2 separate regions of the Mus musculus genome follow, and region 1 is linked to region 2. A link is a contact called in public Hi-C data. All regions are on one chromosome and are shown on one strand. Each heading gives the region's core, a stretch centred on a gene start, on an enhancer-like site or on the middle of the called end of the contact. The rest is flanking DNA. Distances are from core to core; before and after follow the strand shown. Region 1 has its middle 15 kb from the start of Smchd1. Region 2 overlaps Lpin2 (lipin 2).

Region 1 (5,171 bases), core at 2,560-5,059, 280 kb after region 2:
ATTTTAAATTAATTTTTAAAAGGTTTATTTTATGTGCATTGGTGTTTTGCCTGTGTATGTGAGTGTGAGGGTGCCAGATCCGTTGGAACTGGAGTTACAGACAGTGGTAAACTACATGTAGGTTGGGAACCCAGGTTCCCTGGAAAACACACCAGTGCTCTTAACCACTGAGCCATCTCTCCAGTCTCCAATTTTCATTAATTTTTATTTGTGTGTGTGTGTGCTGTGTGTGTGTGTGTGTGTTTTGTATGCACACATGTAGGTATGCATGTAGGTGTCCATAGAGGCCAGAGGAGGGATTTGTATTCACTGGGGCTGAAGTTACAAGCAGTTGTGAAAACTCCCTGTATGTTTGCTCTTAACTTGAGCCAGCTTTCCATACCATTTTATTAGTTTGTTTGGTTTTGGTTTTTCAAGATAAGATTTCTCTGTATAGCCCTAGTTGTCCAGAAACTAGTTCTACTAAGGCTGGCCTTGAACTCACAGAGATCTGCCTGCCTCTACCTCCCAAGTGCTATGTATGTATGTATGTATGTATGTATGTATGTATTGAAGTGAAATTTTACTGCATTGCTCTAGTTGTTCTTAAACGTCTGAATTTAAACCGAGTAATCCTGTGCTTCCCAAGTTTGGGCTAGAGATGAGCTAGCTTTGAAGCGGTCTTGATTATTAGATGTCTTCTACTTGATTAAATCCCCCAGTTCCTTCTCTTCTTCTCTTTTACCACCACCCCCCCCCACCTTTTTTAATCCTTATTTGGCCCAGGCAGGCTTCAAATTAACCATGTAGCCCAGATTACCATTGAATTCATTGCCCTTATAGTGCTGAGACTTCAGGTGGATGCAACCATACCTAATATCTTAGTTACTTTTCTATTGCTGTGATAAGGCACCAAGAACAAGGCAACTGTAGAAGAAAATGTTTGATTTGGGGCTTAAATTTTCAGGGGACGAGTCAGTCCATGACTATCATGGCAGGGAACATGGAAACAGGTAGGCAAGACTGGCACTGGAGCAGTAGCTGAGAGCTCACATCTTGAGACACAACTGGGAATCATGTGAGCTTTTGAAACTTCAAAGCCCACATCCAGTAATACACCTCCTAATTCTTCTCAGTCAGTTCCGCCAATGGCGTGTGTGTGTGTGTGTGTGTGTGTGCGTGCGTGCGTGTGTGCCTGTCTGTGTGCGTGTGTGTGTGTGTGCGTGTGTGCGTGTGTGTATGTGCGTGTGTGCGCGCGCATGCGTGTGTGTGTGTGTGTGTGTGTGTGTGTGTGTGCAAAATGTTCAAGTATATGAGCCTTTGGGGGCAGGCTCATTCTCATTCAAACCATCACACCCATCTTATGGGTGTTGGGGATCAAACAGGGTTTCAAGCATGCCAGGCAAGTACTCTATAACTAGGCCACACCCCTATCCCCTAGTCCCTTTCTTTGCCATGGATGGAAATTTTCTTCTAGACATCCCATCTGTAGTTTTTAGTCTATGATTCACCTCCCAATAACCCCGCAGGTTGTGAGCTTCTGGACTTGTTTTGTTTTTTGTTAAGATTTATTTATTTATTTTATGTATATGAGTATACCATTGCTCTCTTCAGACACACCAGAAGAGGGCATCAGATCCCATTACAGATGGTTGTGAGCCACCATGTGGTTGCTGGGAATCGAACTCAGGACCTCTGGAAGAGCAGTCGGTGCTCTTAACTGCTGAGCCATCTCTCCAGCCCCCTGGACTTGTTTTATCTATGACTTGCTCCCACCCCCTACTCCCTGTTTGGCCCCTTCCATCCCTGTGTCACCTGGTATGCCAGGATTAGCCATTTCCCCTTCTCTTAGTCAACTCCAGGTCTAGCCTAACTCAATCCAACATCTTTTCCTTCTCTCCTGAAAATTAAACATTCAAGAGAACACTTTTCTGCATTTCTTTCATGATGGAAAGAATGAAGGTGTTGGGGAAGAAATGATCTGGAATTCTTTTCCTGTCTTCTAAACTTGAACTTACTCCTGAATGCCGTGTGGCAGAAGCTAAGTCACCTCGTGATAAAAACAGTAGGAAGGCACCAGGTATAGCCTACATGGCCATTGTCACTCTAGTGACATACTTCCACCAACCAGGTGTCACCTAAAGCTTCCATCACCTTCCCACACAGCACCATCAGCTGGGGACCAAGCATTCAACACATGATCCTCCAAGGGGACATTTCACATTCAAAGCCGACGCACTCCAAAGATGCTGAATAAACCAGGTTTGGTGTTATATGCCTGTGATCCCAGCAGTCTGGAGGAGGAGGTAGGAGGCAATTCAGGGTCTGAGTGTACTACGAGAAGATACTTTTCTACCTGTGACGCTGAAGAGACACCGTAACCATGGTAACCCTTATAGAGAAAAACATTTAATTGGGCCTGGCTGAGTTTCAGAGGTTGAGTCCATTATCATCATGACAGGAAGCATGACAGCATCCAGGCAGACACGGCTCTGGAAAAGGAACTGAGAGTTCTACAACTTGATCTCCACAAAGCAGAAGTAGACTGTCTGCCACACTGGGTGTAGTTTGGGCATAGGGAAACCTCAAAGCCTGCTCCCAGAGTGACACACTTCCTCCAACAAGGCCATACCTACTCCCACAAGGCCATGCCTGCTGATAGTGCCACTCCCTGTAGGCCGAGCATTCAAAGACATGAGTCTACGGGGGCCATACCTATTCAAATCACCACAGTAATAAAGGATTTGTTTTCCTAATAAAGGATTCGTTCATCCCTCTGGTAGCACACTGCTGTTTGAGTCTTTTGTGTGCATGTTTGTGTTCATGCACGTGTGTGCAGGCACATGGAGGTCAGAGGCCCACTGGAGGTATCTTCCTTTATCTCTCTTCATCAGATTTTCTGAAACAGGGTTTCTCCTGGATCTGTCGCTCACAGATGAGCTATGTGGACTAGCCAATCAGCTCCAGGATCCACTTGTCTGTCCAAACCCCCAGCACTGGGGTTAGAGACACCCCACCATGCCTGGCTTTTTATGAGGGTGCTAGGGATCTGAACTCAGGTCGTCGTGCCTACACAACAAATATTTTACACATCTGCTTAATCTCCTGTGGTTTGTATTTTCTTGATTTGTTTTGCTTTTTGAGATAGGGTCTCACTATATAGTCCAGGCTGGACTGAAACTGGGGGATATCCTCCTGTACCAGCCTTTGGGGTGCTGGAATCACAGATATGTACAACTGGCTATATTCTTTTTAAAGATAGAGAACCCCCAATGTTCTCCAAGATGGCCTTGTTTTTAAAAAAAAAGTTTTATTTTTGTGTGTATGAATGTTTGCACTGCATTTATGTAAGTGTACCATGTGTGCACAGTGCCTGTGGAGACCTAAAGTCGGTGTCAGATCCCGTGGAACTGCAGTTACAGATGGTTGTGAGTCACCATGGGAAGGCTGTGAACTGAACCAGAGTTCTCTGCAAGAGGAGCCAGTGCCCTTAACCACTGAGCTCTCTCTCCAGCCCCATGAGGTGGCCTCTTTGGCTCCTGAACAGGCTGTGTTTTCGTCCTTTCTCAGGAGAGATCACCTAACTCTTCCCTTCCCTCAATGAGCCGTTACAGGCTACTTTCTCTAGTTGTATTTTAACCCTGCTAGGCTCTAGTGGGTGAAGTGGCTTGCTTTAAAGCTTATCTCTCTCTTTCATTCCGAGGCTGGAGAGTCTATGAAGGATAAGCAGCTCCAGGGTTACAGACTTTCACAGCCTTGGCACATCCTGTTCTCCACCCACCCACTCACCCAACCACCCATCCACCCACCGACCCACACACTCAGCCATTTTACCAGCCCACATTTACTCTTATCTTCCTGTCCCATGACACCGTACCCTGGGTTAGTGTTATGTTCCTTGGCGACGTGAGAGCTAAAGTTGCATAACATTTAGTTTCTTTTGCTTTGTTCATGTCACCATTTTGCTCAATTCAGCTTCTTGGACAAGGGTTTGATTTCTAGAATACTTGGCAGAACTGCTTTGCTCCTTCCACTGCTACGTGGTTTCTGGAGATCAAACTCAGGTTACCAGACTTGGAGAGCAGCACCTTTGACCCACTGAACCAGCTCACTAGCCCCGAGGCCTCACTAAAATATTTACCTAAGACTGAGAAGCAGAAAAGCTGCTCTAAGTTCTCTGGGATTCAGGTTATTTACCTTCAGTCTAAATTCTCTCCAGGCCGCCTTTGCATACACACACACACACACACACACACACACACACACACACACACACACGTGCAAGTGTAAGACAGGATCCCAGGCTGGCCTCAAACTTCAGATCTTGGCTACCTTAGCCACCCAAATTCTGGGATGACAAGCATGTAGTATCACTCCCAGATTTTAAGACTTTTATCCTAGAGAAGTTTAATTTTTATTTATTTATTTTTACTTTCTTTTATTTCTTTTTTGGATACATTTTAAAAAGTAGAATACTTAGTCCCAGCTACTTGGAGACTGAAGTGGAAAGCTGAGATCACTAAACTTGAGACCAGCATGGACAGTATAGGGTGACTCCACCTCAGAGAGAAAACAAAAAAGCTGGGCATATCTATCTATCTATCTATCTATCTATCTATCTATCTATCTATCTATCTATCTATCTATTGCTTAGAATCTATAATCTTAGCTCATAGGAGGTTGAGACAGGAAGTCAGCCATGAGTTGCCAGACCCATCCCTCAAAAACAAACCAACAGAGCTGAAGAGATGGCTCCGGGGGACCCAGATTTGATTCACAGCAAGGGTAAGGTGGCTAAAATCCATCTGCAATTCCAAGGATCCAATATCCTCTGGTCTCTGTGGACATAGGCATGTATGTGGGTCAGACATACATGCAGGCAAAAACTTATACACATTATTAATAATAATAAACAACTAATCCAAGCAAACCCAAGTGTTAAATCTAGCAGCAGAGAGCCATACCATGACTCTAAATTCCATAAATTTCATAAATGGTATTTATTCTAGGGATGTTTTGTTTTTCAGACAGAACTTCAAATTGAATTCAGGGTCTAGGGAAGTGCTTATCCACTGAGTTACAGCCCCAGGCTGAGAAAGTGATCATATGGAAATATTTAGAAAAAAGTCACAATCCATGTCCTAGAATCCCTACAAGTTATTTGATAAAATTTAACCATCAGCCGGACGTGG
Region 2 (5,085 bases), core at 666-3,165:
AAAAGACACTCAGTTGAGTGGACGCTCAGTAGAGGATTTGGGGCAGCCATATTCTTTCTTGGAGCTCTGAAGGTCTACACTGATCTCACAGCAGTTTACTGTTGTTTATTTGCTGTATTAGAGGTAGGATCTCATGCAGCCCAGGCCGCTTCTGAACTCTGGATCCAGAAATGTTAATCTTTAAAAACATAATGAGCCAGGAATAGTGGTGCTCAGGAGGCAGAGGCAAGTGGGTCTCTGTGAGTCCAGGCCGGTAGCGTCCTCATAGTGAATTCCAGGCCTGCTGGGGCTACATAGTAAGACCATTTCAAAAAGAAAAAATACAATGAGATTATCCATGAGTGATCTGATGGAATAGTATTTCTGCTGCACATAGTACAGTAATGACTCTTAGCTGTTTATTGGTTTTAGCTTGTTTATTGGTAGTTCATTTGATAGTTCTTTCCTTATTCAAGAAATAATTATTGTCAAATATAGTAGCACACACCTGTAATCCCAACACTTTAGAGACTAAAGTTGTCTTAAGTTCTAGGCCATCTTGACTACAAAGAGACCCTGGAGAGAAAGGTTGGTCAGGAGTGGTGGCACCTTTAATCTCAGCATCCAGGAGGCAGGGGTGGGCAGATCCCTCTGTGCTCAGAAGCAACCTAGTCTATGTCTTGAGTTTCAGGCCAGCCAGGACTGTACAGTGAGACTCTATCTCAAAAAAATTTTTTTTTCAAAAATTAAGTATTTGATGTGTGCTTAATCTGGCCTTGCTATCAAAATAAAAGCAACCATCCTCATCCTAAAACCAAAGCCACCTGTTTATAATTGTTTCATGGCTATAACATATTTTCTTTATAATTATGACATCCTCCACCTTAGGAGATCGTAGTAAATGTAGCTGCTTGTGTACATTGCACAAAGCAAGCTCTTTGGAATGTGCAGTTGGAAACCTTGGAATACCCAGGGGAATAATCAGGATTATATGCTTCAGGCTACTCAACAGCTAGACTGTGGTTACAGTCATCTCTGTATAGACTGTTGAGTGGAGTCTGTCTTGCCTTAGGCACTGACTGTCTCTGGCCAGTAGGCTGAGTTATGTGCTGATGGGACCTGGCAGGTCCACTTCATTTTTTTTAGGGGATCAGCACTTTGTCCCTGTTCCACCTAGGACTTACCTGACAACACAGAATGTCTCTCTAGAACTTTGCAAATATGGAATCTTGAGCTTAGGGCAACCAGAGCTGGTTTAGAGAGGCCACTCTGCGCAGTTAATAGTTTGGACTCATTACTCCTAGAGTCCAATAAAAATTGACTTCTGCATTAGCCTAAAGCTGGAGGTTTTTCTGATCCTACATCCAGGGGATGGACTCTCTGTGGATTTGGCTTTAACGTAACATAAAGGTGTCTGCTGAGTGATGGTGTGTTCACCCGCTGGAGGGAGAGCTGACAGCCTGAGGACTAATGGGTTTGTTTTGGTGTGGGTTGGGTTTTTCAGTGGATGAGTCAGGGTAAGGGGTGAAGCCAGATTTAGATGTACCCTCTCTCTTTTGAATTGCAGAGCTCTGGTGATCTTGATTTGAGTAGTGAGTTGAAGTTGAGAAACCAAAACCCCTTTTGTGCTCTGAACATTGTGGGACACAAACGTTATGTCCCATTATGCCATGTTGAGGTTCTGAAGTCATGGTACGTGTGTTAGTCTTGGCGCAGCTTACCACAGCTCGCTTGACGCAGCATGTACCTGATGTATCTGAACCAGAAGATCTCGGTTCTCAGTTGTATCCCTTGTCTCTCTGCAAAGATAAATCCCAAGCTTCCCCTGGAGGTGACAGTCCTCCTGTCCTTGCCTCCTGTGGTCAGAGTGGACATAGTACTGCAGGTCCTGAGCGGTTGGTGGAGGGAGATGAAGACAGTTGGCCCCACCCTGGGGTGTGGAAGGAAACAGAACTTCCACAGCCTCCAACCCCACTTAGAGGCACTGCCAGTCTGAGACATATGTGTGATGTAGCTGGGGCAGCAGGAGAGCAATGGGCTCTGGACAGCAGAGCAGAGTGTATGTTTAATCAAACTCTTTATGTCGTTGCTGTTAGTTGTCAAAGTTAGTGCTGACATCGTTTTCTTTTCTCAGTCTCAAACCATGAATTATGTGGGCCAGCTGGCTGGGCAGGTGCTCGTCACTGTGAAGGAACTCTACAAGGGCATTAACCAAGCCACGTTGTCTGGATGCATCGATGTGGTCGTGGTGAGGCAGCAGGATGGCTCCTACCAGTGCTCGCCTTTTCACGTACGCTTCGGGAAGCTGGGTGTCCTGAGGTCCAAGGAGAAAGTGGTGAGTGCACAGGTCACCATGGTGACCGGCCCCTTCCTCTTACTCTTTTTTTTTTTTTTAAACTTGCATGCTATTGAAGACCATGGTAAGAAACCAACTTTATAGGTACTGCTTTTGAATTGGCTTCTAAATTCAAAAGACTCTCTTATAGAAAGTTTCTCCAAATGAAAAAGAAACTGAAATCATGAAGAGACTCAGAACAAAACTGGAGATAATTACAAATGAGGAAGTTGGGCTTATTTTGAAAAAGAAATTTTGCTTTATTTAATATAGCACTTTAAAATAGTGTAGGGCCAGCAAGATGATTCAGTGGTAAAGGCTCTCTCCATCAGTCCTGAGACCCACAGGGTGCAACAAGAGAACACACTCAGAAGTCATCCAGTGACTTGACCCGTGTACCCTGTGGCTCATGTACATGCTTTAAATCCTCAGTTTAAAAAAAAAAAAAGGCTCTCTAAAAATAAAATAATGCAGTCTGGAGATACAGCTTAGTCAGCAAAACATTTGCATACCATGCACCAAGCCTGTGCAGGCACTGAGGAGGTAGAGACAGAAGGACAGGAGCATTCTCAGCTCAGCCACATAGCAGAGGTGCACGAGGCCAGCCTGAGACACAGGAGAGCCTGTTGATTGATTGATTGATACATACACACAAACATATATGATAATATTGTTGTACTGATTATGAGTAGGTAGACTAAGCTCATGTAATCAAGTGTAGATTATATTTATTTAAAAGAAATAAACACCCCAATTGAATGTTTGTATTTTTCCTCTTTTGCATTTAATGGGGGGCAGTGTTTGGATGTTTTTAAATTATCATTTCCCTCAAGTATTGGGCAATAAGAAGGTTTTTGAATTGTGTGTATGGTAGGTTTTAAAACAGAGTTAATGATAAAACTTTGTAGAGCATGTATTTGGCAACTTTTCACTTCCACATTGTCTTCCACATGGTGATAATAATGTCAGCAACTCTTACTAAGATTTCGGAGCACTTTGCCACTGGGTAGCACAGTGGAAGGGTGGGTGCCGAAGGACCAACATGCACAAGTTAAAGAGGTTTTTGCTGGTGTTTTTTTGGATATACATCTCCCTCTACTTAGGCTTTGGGTTTTTGAAACTGAAAGAAAGTGGGTTTCCAAAACTAGACTTTATTTTTCAAAGAGAAACCATCTCTTTGGGTGTTATAAAATCATTTCCCACTGGATTTTTCAGACTAGCCTTTGCTTGATCCCATTAGAAAGCAGAAGCAGCTACAGTGTTACTTCTTGGCCTGGCAGCTTCTACTCTAGGGCAGGGTTGTCTAGCCATAGTTAGTGCTTTCTGTGTTTGTTTCCTTTGTGGTTTTTGTAGTGACACTATTAGTACTTTCATATTAGAGCTGTTTCTCCATAGATGTTCAAGGATCTGTTTGTAAAATTTCTTTTGGGGGTCTTCTCAGAAGTTTCTCCCACCATACCATACCCGCCCCCCACCGTTCTCTGGAACCAGGTTTCTAATTGATAGGTTGACTCAGGCTTTTGGCCTTTGAGTGGAGCTGCAGCAGATGTGTGCAGGCATTTGTCCTCTGTGTAAGTGAGAAGCTGAGCAGATGTGTGTATTCTCTGTGCACTTTGTAATTAGAGATGTAATTTCTTTACCAGGTTACACGGGTGGTTTTATTAACCATTAACTGTTAAATACCTTGTCAGACATCCCACCCCTACCCCAAGTACTTTTAGGATCATAATACACAGGGCCCAAGAAAAGAAAAAATTTCTTCTTTCCTGTTCCCTTCCTTCATATCCCAGAATCTAGGAGATCTATTTGAGAAGAAATCTGTCCATTTGATTTACCAAAACACAGCTTTCTTATGAAAGTAAAACTTGAGCTTTATCTGTCATAGGCGCACTGGTGACTTACATTGACCTCTTGTCGCAGGCCTTTCTGCATTAGGGTAAGCTGTTCACTGATTTTTAAATTAACTACATTTTCACGTGTGGCAGCACCTGAAATCATAACTACTTTAAAACAGCTGTTTAGAGGCAGTCATTTCCTATGACGTGTCCATGTTTGACAGAAGACCAGTCCTCTTGTGACATCTAGTAACTCAGAGTACACGTTTTGTTAATGTTTCACAAAATCAGTATCATGATTATTTATTGAAGTAAATGCCCAATGTATTGGAACTGTCCCCAGCATGGGTGACAAAAGCCTACCCTCCTACTGTTATAAGCAGAAAAGTTAGGCCAAAGTCCAGGGGCATCTACTTTAGTCAGTGCTGGTGTAGGGAGGGGTTAAAGGCACTGGCAGGATTCTGATTCCCCACCTTAGAGTTCTGCCTCTGTCTGAGTTCTTCCTCATGCCAGACAGCAGCCAGTGCTGCCAGGCTCACTGCCATTAATTCAGCCAGCACAGGCGAGAGAGACATTGCCTTTAGAAGTGCTGGCTTCATGCTTGGATCACATCCATCCAAGGCTAGTCACTGTCGCTGGAATGGAACAAGTCCATTGGGCTGGATTAAATAAAAGCCTCACCTTCACCTGAATCCACTTGAAATGTAGAGTCTGAAATAAGGATGGGCAGATCCCAGAAGGTATCAGAGATACTCACAACTAAAGGATGCACATCAAAGCAGACATTCATTACCTCCAGTATCTGTATCTTCTCATTTTAGCATCAGTTGAATACATTGAACAAGGCTAAAGCACAATCTAGGAATACAACTAGGGAATAATGAGTCACCACCATTAGACAGTATCACTAGAATTTGACAAATTGAGAGTCCTCCT

Evidence for each region. A called contact is a pair of places that touch in the nucleus more often than the background predicts.
Region 1: a Hi-C map of the G1E-ER4 cell line shows a contact between it and region 2, with 2.9 times the contacts expected there. The contact joins two enhancer-like sites. A contact is called at or near these places in 4 of 484 Hi-C or Micro-C datasets (the G1E-ER4 cell line, the HL-1 cell line, the HPC-7 cell line and 1 more) and 3 of 115 datasets of contacts at active chromatin or transcription factors (CD8 T cells, bone marrow-derived macrophages and effector CD8 T cells).

The regions. Positions count from the first base shown.
Region 1 is chr17:71,487,357-71,492,527 of GRCm38.p6, forward strand. No RefSeq gene overlaps it. Among named protein-coding and RNA genes, the nearest start is that of Smchd1, 15 kb to the left of the region's middle. Within about 2 kb of position 3,810, at least 45 of the 459 cell types and tissues checked have an H3K27ac peak or open chromatin away from gene starts, as enhancers often do. A contact at or near this core is called in CD8 T cells and the G1E-ER4 cell line, where this site is marked.
Region 2 is chr17:71,212,851-71,217,935 of GRCm38.p6, forward strand. Lpin2 (lipin 2) reads left to right here. Exons shown (of 20, transcript NM_001357791.1): 2 at 2,114-2,314. The coding sequence starts at 2,123. Among named protein-coding and RNA genes, the nearest start is that of Lpin2, 32 kb to the left of the region's middle. Within about 2 kb of position 1,916, at least 75 of the 459 cell types and tissues checked have an H3K27ac peak or open chromatin away from gene starts, as enhancers often do. A contact at or near this core is called in CD8 T cells and the G1E-ER4 cell line, where this site is marked.